Regions from separate parts of the Mus musculus genome. Here region 2 is linked to region 1. The links are chromatin contacts, called in public HiChIP or PLAC-seq maps. All regions are on one chromosome and are shown on one strand. Each heading gives the region's core, a stretch centred on a gene start, on an enhancer-like site or on the middle of the called end of the contact. The rest is flanking DNA. Distances are from core to core; before and after follow the strand shown.

The links. HiChIP or PLAC-seq counts read pairs in DNA pulled down with a chosen protein or histone mark.
Region 2: an H3K4me3 HiChIP or PLAC-seq map of pro-B cells shows a contact between it and region 1, with 5 times the contacts expected there. The contact joins the promoter of Ccdc42 here to the promoter of Ctc1 in region 1. A contact is called at or near these places in 1 of 39 promoter capture datasets (cranial neural crest) and 3 of 115 datasets of contacts at active chromatin or transcription factors (craniofacial prominence, extraembryonic endoderm stem cells and pro-B cells).

The regions. Positions count from the first base shown.
Region 1 is chr11:69,013,898-69,017,490 of GRCm38.p6, reverse strand. It overlaps Ctc1 (CTS telomere maintenance complex component 1), which reads right to left and starts at 1,580. Exons shown (of 23, transcript NM_001013256.2): 1 at 1,326-1,580. The coding sequence starts at 1,358.
Region 2 is chr11:68,585,440-68,589,032 of GRCm38.p6, reverse strand. Ccdc42 (coiled-coil domain containing 42) reads right to left here and starts at 1,996. Exons shown (of 7, transcript NM_177779.3): 1 at 1,736-1,996; 2 at 1,291-1,396; 3 at 752-856. The coding sequence starts at 1,818. Ccdc42os (coiled-coil domain containing 42, opposite strand) reads left to right here and starts at 2,076. Exons shown (of 2, transcript NR_155283.1): 1 at 2,076-3,097.

The DNA.
Region 1 (3,593 bases), core at 331-2,830:
AAGATTCATTTTGTATAATGTAAGCCTAACACTATACCCTCAAATACTTGAATTGCCTACGTTTGCTGTGGTGGTTGTTGTTTTTAAAACAGGGTTTCACCATGGAGTCTTGCTACCCTGTAACTTGCTATATACACCAGGCCTGCCTGCCTGTGCCTCCCAACTGCTGGGATTAAAGGCTTGGACCACCACACCCGACTGCATCGTCTACCTTGAACGAACGACCTTTAAAAGAGGACTGTTGCTCAAGGATCTCTCCTTTAGCTGAGAGTTCTCTCTCCTGAGAGCTGGTCTCATCACTCTGCCCAGCACTGCAGCACAAATGTCCTCTTTAAAACCACTCCAGCACTAAAGCCATGTTCACTGATCAGCCAGCTAGCTTGAATCCTTGGCTACTCCTTAACTGGCTCCCTGTCATTTACAATATCCACCCCTTTAAATTCTAATGTCTTACTCCTTTGGGTTTGTTTGTTCTTCAAGACAGGGTTTCTCATCATAGCGCTGGCTGTCATGGAACTCACTATGTAGACTGGCCTCGAACTCACAAGAGATCTGTCTGCCTCTCAGTGCTGGGATTAAAGGTGTAAACCACCATGCTTGGCCTTCTCTTTACCTCTGGTACCCCAACACTAACACTGCTGTAGTGGAAGAAGATACCATAGACTCTGTTTTCAACCATGGTCTTTCAGCTCAACCGTCCACAGTACACTTCAGTAAAGTAAGACCCAAATCTCAAACAACCACTCCTTTGTCCAAAAAGGGCCACCAAGTGCGAGACATGTAGAGGCTAGCCCAGTGAATTACATAGCAAGCACCAGGTGATGTTAACGTGACGCTGTCATAAAAAGACCACTAACAACTACCAAGAAGTTGTTGCTTAGCAAGTCAAGACAGTTCACTATTCCTTCTGACCCCTCCACCTCCACCCAATGGCATTTAGCTTTTCAAACGATATTTGCTTTAACTCTTGCTTAGCAAAATGGCTTCTGCTGCCTAGTACCGTTTTCTGATGCTTTCCCGCTTAGCTAACCGGGGTACCCATCCAAGGACTGGGGCGTTTCTCCTTTCCCAAACCAGCTAAATCAGAGGGCCCCTGTAACCACAACAACCAGCAAGGCTAATCTCCCACAGAGCGTAAACCTTCGACAGTGGGCGGAGACGTATTCCAGGCTAGGTCGACCCTGGAACAAAGGGCCGGAAAAGCCTCCGCTCCCCAGGCCAAGACCATGGGCAATGGATGGAAGGAGTATAGGAAGAAAAGAAATTCAGGACAAGAAGGGAAAACAAAACAAAAAACCCACGAGAATCACACAAACAGCACTCACGGAGGTAGGTGGTTGTGCTCGGCAAGCAGCCATGATGAGCCAAACCCCTACCCTGAAGAACGCGCGAACTCCGGGCGCAAGTGCTCACGGGAGGGAACCTGTGACGTCAGGGAGCAGCACTGCCTCTTCCCTCTGCATCCACCAGGGTACTGGGGCGTCAGGGACCTTTTGCGGTGAACTTGCCGTAAGGAGCCTACTGGCCTTAAATTTGCAGCGACCCTTCCGCTTCTGACTCCTAAAGGCGGGAATTACAGATGTGCGTCACCAGATCTGGCCTGTTTTCCTTCTATAGTGACGGCGCGTCCGGATCCTAGTGTTTCACGTGGGGTGGGGCGGGCGGGAGACCGCTCGAGCGCACAGTCACTTGGCTCATAACACCTAAAATTTTCAGTCTCCCTGATCTTGTCAAGCAGAGATGTGCAATTTAAAAGTAGCCACAGACTAGATGGGATATCGCATGTGCCTTTAATCCCAGCAATCCGGGTGCAGAGGCAGGGGGATCTCTGCGAGTTTTGAGTTTCAGCCTAACCTGCTCTTCATAGTGAATTTCAGGCCAGCCAGAACTACGAAGTGAGGACAAAAAAGGGAGCCACGGGACACCATTAGCATATGTGATATGTGCAGTGGACTTAAGCCACTGCTGCATTTAGCAAGTCTTTTTAAATTTGTTTTTTACTCTAATGTCTAGAACTAATTTTTGCTAAAGAATTTGGTGGCCATATGTGACTCAATTCATGAAAGCCTTTGCTTTTCCTAATTCAGTCAGTCAGGCAATCAAGAGCTCAGTACTGGCGGAGGAAACAGAATTCATCTATGTGGCAGGCACATAGGATCGGGGTATATTCATTGAAGAAAACAAAACAAAAACCCTCTTGTTCTGAGGCAAGGAGATTGACGGGAAAACAGGCAAAATATATGGAGAAGAAAGAAAGAAAGAAAGAAAGAAAGAAAGAAAGGAAGGAAGGAAGGAAGGAAGGAAGGAAGGAAGGAAGGAAGAAAGAAAGGAAGGAAGAAAGGAAGAAGAAAGGAAGAAAAAGCAAAGCGAGGAGATTGTCTGGCATTCCAGTTCCAGGAGACCTGGCGCTACCTTTGTTGTTGTTGTTGTTGTTTTGTTTTGTTTTGTTTTGTTTTTTTGTCTTTCGAGACAGGGTCTCTCTATTGCCCTGGCTGTCCTGGAACTCACTTTGTAGACCAGGCTGGCCTCGAACTCAGAAATCCACCTGCCTCTGCCTCCCGAGTATTGGGATTAAAGGTGGCCCGGCTCTGGCGCTACCTTTTGAGTAACTGCACACGTGGTACACATACATTCATGCAAGCAAAACACTCAAACACATAAAAAGCAAGATAGAAAAGGAACCATGTGGCAGTGCAGTAATCCCAGCATTCAGGAGGCAGGAGAATCTTCCTGAGTTTAAAGCAGCCAGGGTTACATTAAAAAAAAAAAAAAAAAAAACAACCAACAAAGTAGCCAGTCAGTAGTGGCGCATGTCTTTAACCCCAGCAGAGGCAGAGGCAGAGGCAGGTGGATTTCTGAGTTCCAGGCCAGCCTGGTCTACAGAGTGAGTCCCAGGACATCCAGGGCTATACAGAGAAACCCTGTTTGGAAACAAACAAACAAAAGAAAAACAACAAAGTATTACACCTGCAAATTACTGTATCCCTTCATTCAGCTTCACTTTTGATGCAAACAACTCCTTCTGTCATGAAATATGCACTGTGGTGATGAAAGAGAAGTTGGGGCAAAAGCCCCACCCTAGTAGCCGTGTCTCAACTAAAGATTTTGTAGCACAAGAGAGTCTCTGTTTAAGGGGTTTTATTAGTTTCTTTTAAGACATTCTTCAAGCAGGCCTGTTGATCCTGACATTCAAATTTACTGAAGGGAGGAAAGACTCAACTTCATAAGGAAGGAAAAAAGAAAATGATAAATAAACACCCAGTGTCTACTTAAAAGCAAAATGGAGCTACCTAGTCAATGACTAGCATTGCCTTCAGTAACAGGCTTTTTAGAGGTTTTGTTTGTTTGTTTTTGTTTTGTTTTGTTGTTTTATGTTTCTGTTGTGTTTGTTGTTTTGAGACAGGTGGTGTATCCTATAGCACCATATTGGATCTTGAATTTGCTCTTTGGCCAAGGGGGACCCCTGATCTTCCTGTCTCCTCTGGGGAGATTATAGGCTTGTATCAGCAGGACAGGTTCATAAGCTCTTGATAAAAGAAAAGTTTGGCCGAGCGTGGTGGCACGAGCGTGGTGGCACTCACCTTTAATCCCAG
Region 2 (3,593 bases), core at 747-3,246, 430 kb after region 1:
TGGAGAATTCTGAGGTGGGTCCCAGGGCTGGAGGCGCCACACCACTGGGCCCTTTGTCAGAACCCTTCAAGTTAATGGAATAGAGTTCAGCTCCAGCTTCCCTATAGGTGGGGAAGAACTAGGGGAGAGGCGACATCTATGTAAGCATGGAAGCCATCATCCGCGCTGTACAAATCTTCCAGTGTGGCTGCTTTAGCACACTTTCGCACACATTCTTGCTCCTGCTTATCACTACCCATTTGTACTCATTGGTTCCTCCAGATCACTGAGATCTTAGAAGGAAGAAAGGGGGCATTGCTTAACTCCCTAACCCAAGGTCAAGATTCTTGAGTCTCTTACTAGTCTTTTTGTTTCATGGTCCTTCATTGCAATGGTTTCCTGCCTTCATCTGTCCCTTGCTTTCAATGCAAGGACAAAGAGGGAGGGATACAGTGAGGGAGTGACCAAGCCCCTGACTCACTTCTGTATCCATCAGATCCACTCGTCCACCCAGCCACCTGGGTACTGGCAAGGAAACAGGAAAGGGTCAAGTAGAGAGAAGAGACTGGCAGGTAAACGGGACATCTCAGATAGAGGTAGATAGAATATAGAAGATGCCTGGGAAAGATCAGGCACTCCTGGACCAGGGAAGACACCTTTAATCCCGGAGGTCGGGAGCGTGGGGAGCCCACAAAGTCAAGTAGAGGGGAAGAACCACCTGGCCCAGTGCAGTGTAAAGTCTCTGCCTTCTGCAGGTCACCCCACTTCATACCTGGATGAATTGCTCGAACTTCTGGATATGGGCCTTCAGCTGCTCTTCCTTAATACCTAGTTCTTCCCAGCGCAAGTTCAGCGTTTCCATTCTCCGTTGGAATGCCTGTAGGGCATGTGAGAAGGTGAAAGTCAGAGAGCCAGCCACCTGACATGGGCTCTCAGAAAGAGTCTAACATCATTTGCCCAAAGTGTTTTTTTATCCTTTAGCCTGGGGGGCTCTTGGAACGCTGATGATGTAGCTCAGTGGAAAAGAAGTCGCTAGGAGTTAAATCCCCAACTCTTCAAATGAAACGTAGTTACAGAAGGACTTGTAGTTTGCACTCTCTATCCTGTACAGAGATCCTAGTATAGTATCCCATGACCCTAGTTCCCCCAAGACTCAGACCCTTTCTGTTCTTTGTGGAGGAAAGAGTCCAGAACCAGTTGTAGCCACCCTACCCCCAAAGCGAGGGCCCACCATCCATTAACCTCGAGCCTCAGCCAATCCATTCCCTACCCTGAACCCCTACCCTTATCACCCCCAACTCCCCACCTCACCTCCTTCTTATGTTCCATGGCCTCCTGCATGATCTTGGCCTCTTTCTTCTTCTCCAGGAGCTGGATAGATGGGGAGTCTGACTGCTCCTCAACATTTGGGAACTTCCTGCCCGAGAACAACGAAAAGGGAACAGGACCCTCTGAGAGGCAGGAGCAGGATCGGGTAGGGAGCACCTCAGAGATGGATGCCCATGGGAAGGAAAAGAGGTCTCCACTCTCACCTTAATGAAAGGAGCTGTGTGAGAAGAGAGAGATCTACGAGGGCTTTTTGGGGGCGATTGAGTGATGGGGGCCCAGAGTCAGGGTGGAGTTGGGTCATGGGGTAAGGCAATTAGGAGCACTGGGCTGTAGGAGAGGAAAGACCTGGCAGCAGAGCATCATCATGAGGGTAAGAGTGGTCCCAAGCTCAGAGGCGAGACAGACAGGCTATATACCAAGCACTTACTGCAGCAGTTGAAGCAGCCGCTCCCCATACTGTAGCCGGAAGTATTCGGCCAAGTCCTCCTCTTCCATCATGCCCAAACTCATGGTGGCAGCTACCTAACAGCCCCGGTGGCCTACTTTTCAAAGTGAAATGGTGAGTGACAGTGCCACAGGGCACTCAGGGGTTAGTGGCTGGATTCTCGGTCTCCTCTCCTCCTGCTGCTTTCAAAGTCCCACAGAGAGTGGGTAGCTGAGAGACACAGCAGAAACCAGCTAGAGGCTGCTTTAGTATGTTGTGCTCTTGCGGTGATAGGAGATCTGGTTACCTAGCAACAAGCTGCCTGGTTCTGAGGCACCCACGGTTTGCCCTCTAACCTATGAACCCACTAACTCCCCACCCACCTCTCTCTTTGTTTTGTTTTCAAGATAGGGTTTCTTTGTGTAATCCTGGCTGTCCTGGAAATCACTCTGTAGACCAGGCTGGCCTTGGACTCAGAAATCTGCCTGCCTCTGCTGCCTGAGTGCTGTGAGGAAAGGTGTATATCACCACTGCCCGGCTAACCTCACTCACTTGAGGTGGCCTCTCTGTTCCCGAGGGCACCTTTCAGGAACTCTGATTACGTTACCAGTTGCTCCTTTACCGGGTAGGGAGGCAGGGTATGACCATTTGCCACAGAGAATGAAAGCCTGACAGAGGAGTCCGATCTGTGAAGCTGACTCCCGGGCACCTCTTTCCTAGGGTTAGGTGAGGGGGAAGACGAGATTGGGTGGCAGATGGATGGTAAAGAGCAAAAGCAGCAGAGAGACGACCAGGGACAGGGAGAGGTGGACAGAGAAGTGTGAAAAGTGGGGAAATGATGAGACGCATTAGAACAAAGTAGTGGGCCAAAGAGATGTAGGGGCATACAGCTCCTGGCCGCTTGGAAAGGGACCAAGGCAAGGCAAGGTCCCTTTATTATAAGACGGAGTTTATTAAGTACAGATAAAATACTCTTTTGAGCTATAAGTGCAGGTGTGGTGGGTAATGGAATAGGTCCCTTGTTTAAATGGTTTACCTCTTATGGCTGCCTTCCTCCATTCCAGAGGACACATGCATATTTAAATACTTATTTGACTTGAGGTTAAAGCTGTGTACGGTTGGGTCCCTGGGTGAAACAGCACTATAGTGACCTCTGCTGGCACTAGGCCCTGGGTGCTGACCCCTCCCTGCCCTTCCTCCCAGCGGGCTGAGGTAGGATTGCTGGGGGTCTCTGGCTGGAGCCAAGGACAGAGCTTGCAGGCTAAATTGTGGGTCACCTGGCATGCTGCTTCCTCTAGCTCTCCAAATCCCTGTTGTGAGGAAGAGAGTGTCCTGCTCGTGTTTCACCTTTGGTCTCTCCTCAAGGTACAGAAAAAAGCCCACCCACTCTGATCTCACCCATCTATCCCCTCATCACCCCCAGCCCACCGTAAATCCCTAATCCCAACTCCAGATATAGACCCAGCAAAATGACAATAAGGCAAATTATTTCTAAGTTTCACAAAAGGTGTGTGTGTGTGTTCTTTATCCAGTTAATTTGTGTGATGGTTTGTATATGCTTGGGGTAGAAAGTGTCACTATTAGGAAGTGTGACCTTATTGGAGTAGGTGTGTCACCTTGGACATGGGCTTTAATACCCTTGTCCTAGCTACCTGGAAGCCAGTCTTCTAGCAGCCTGCAGATGAAGATGTAGAACTCTCAGCTCCTCCTGCACCTTGCCTGCCTGGGCTCTGCCATGCCCCTGCCTTGATGATGCTGGACTGAACCTCTGAACCTGTGAACCAGCCCCAATGAAATGTCCTTAGGAGAGTTGCCTTGGCCATGGTGTCTGTTCACATCAGTAAAAACCCTAACTAGGACA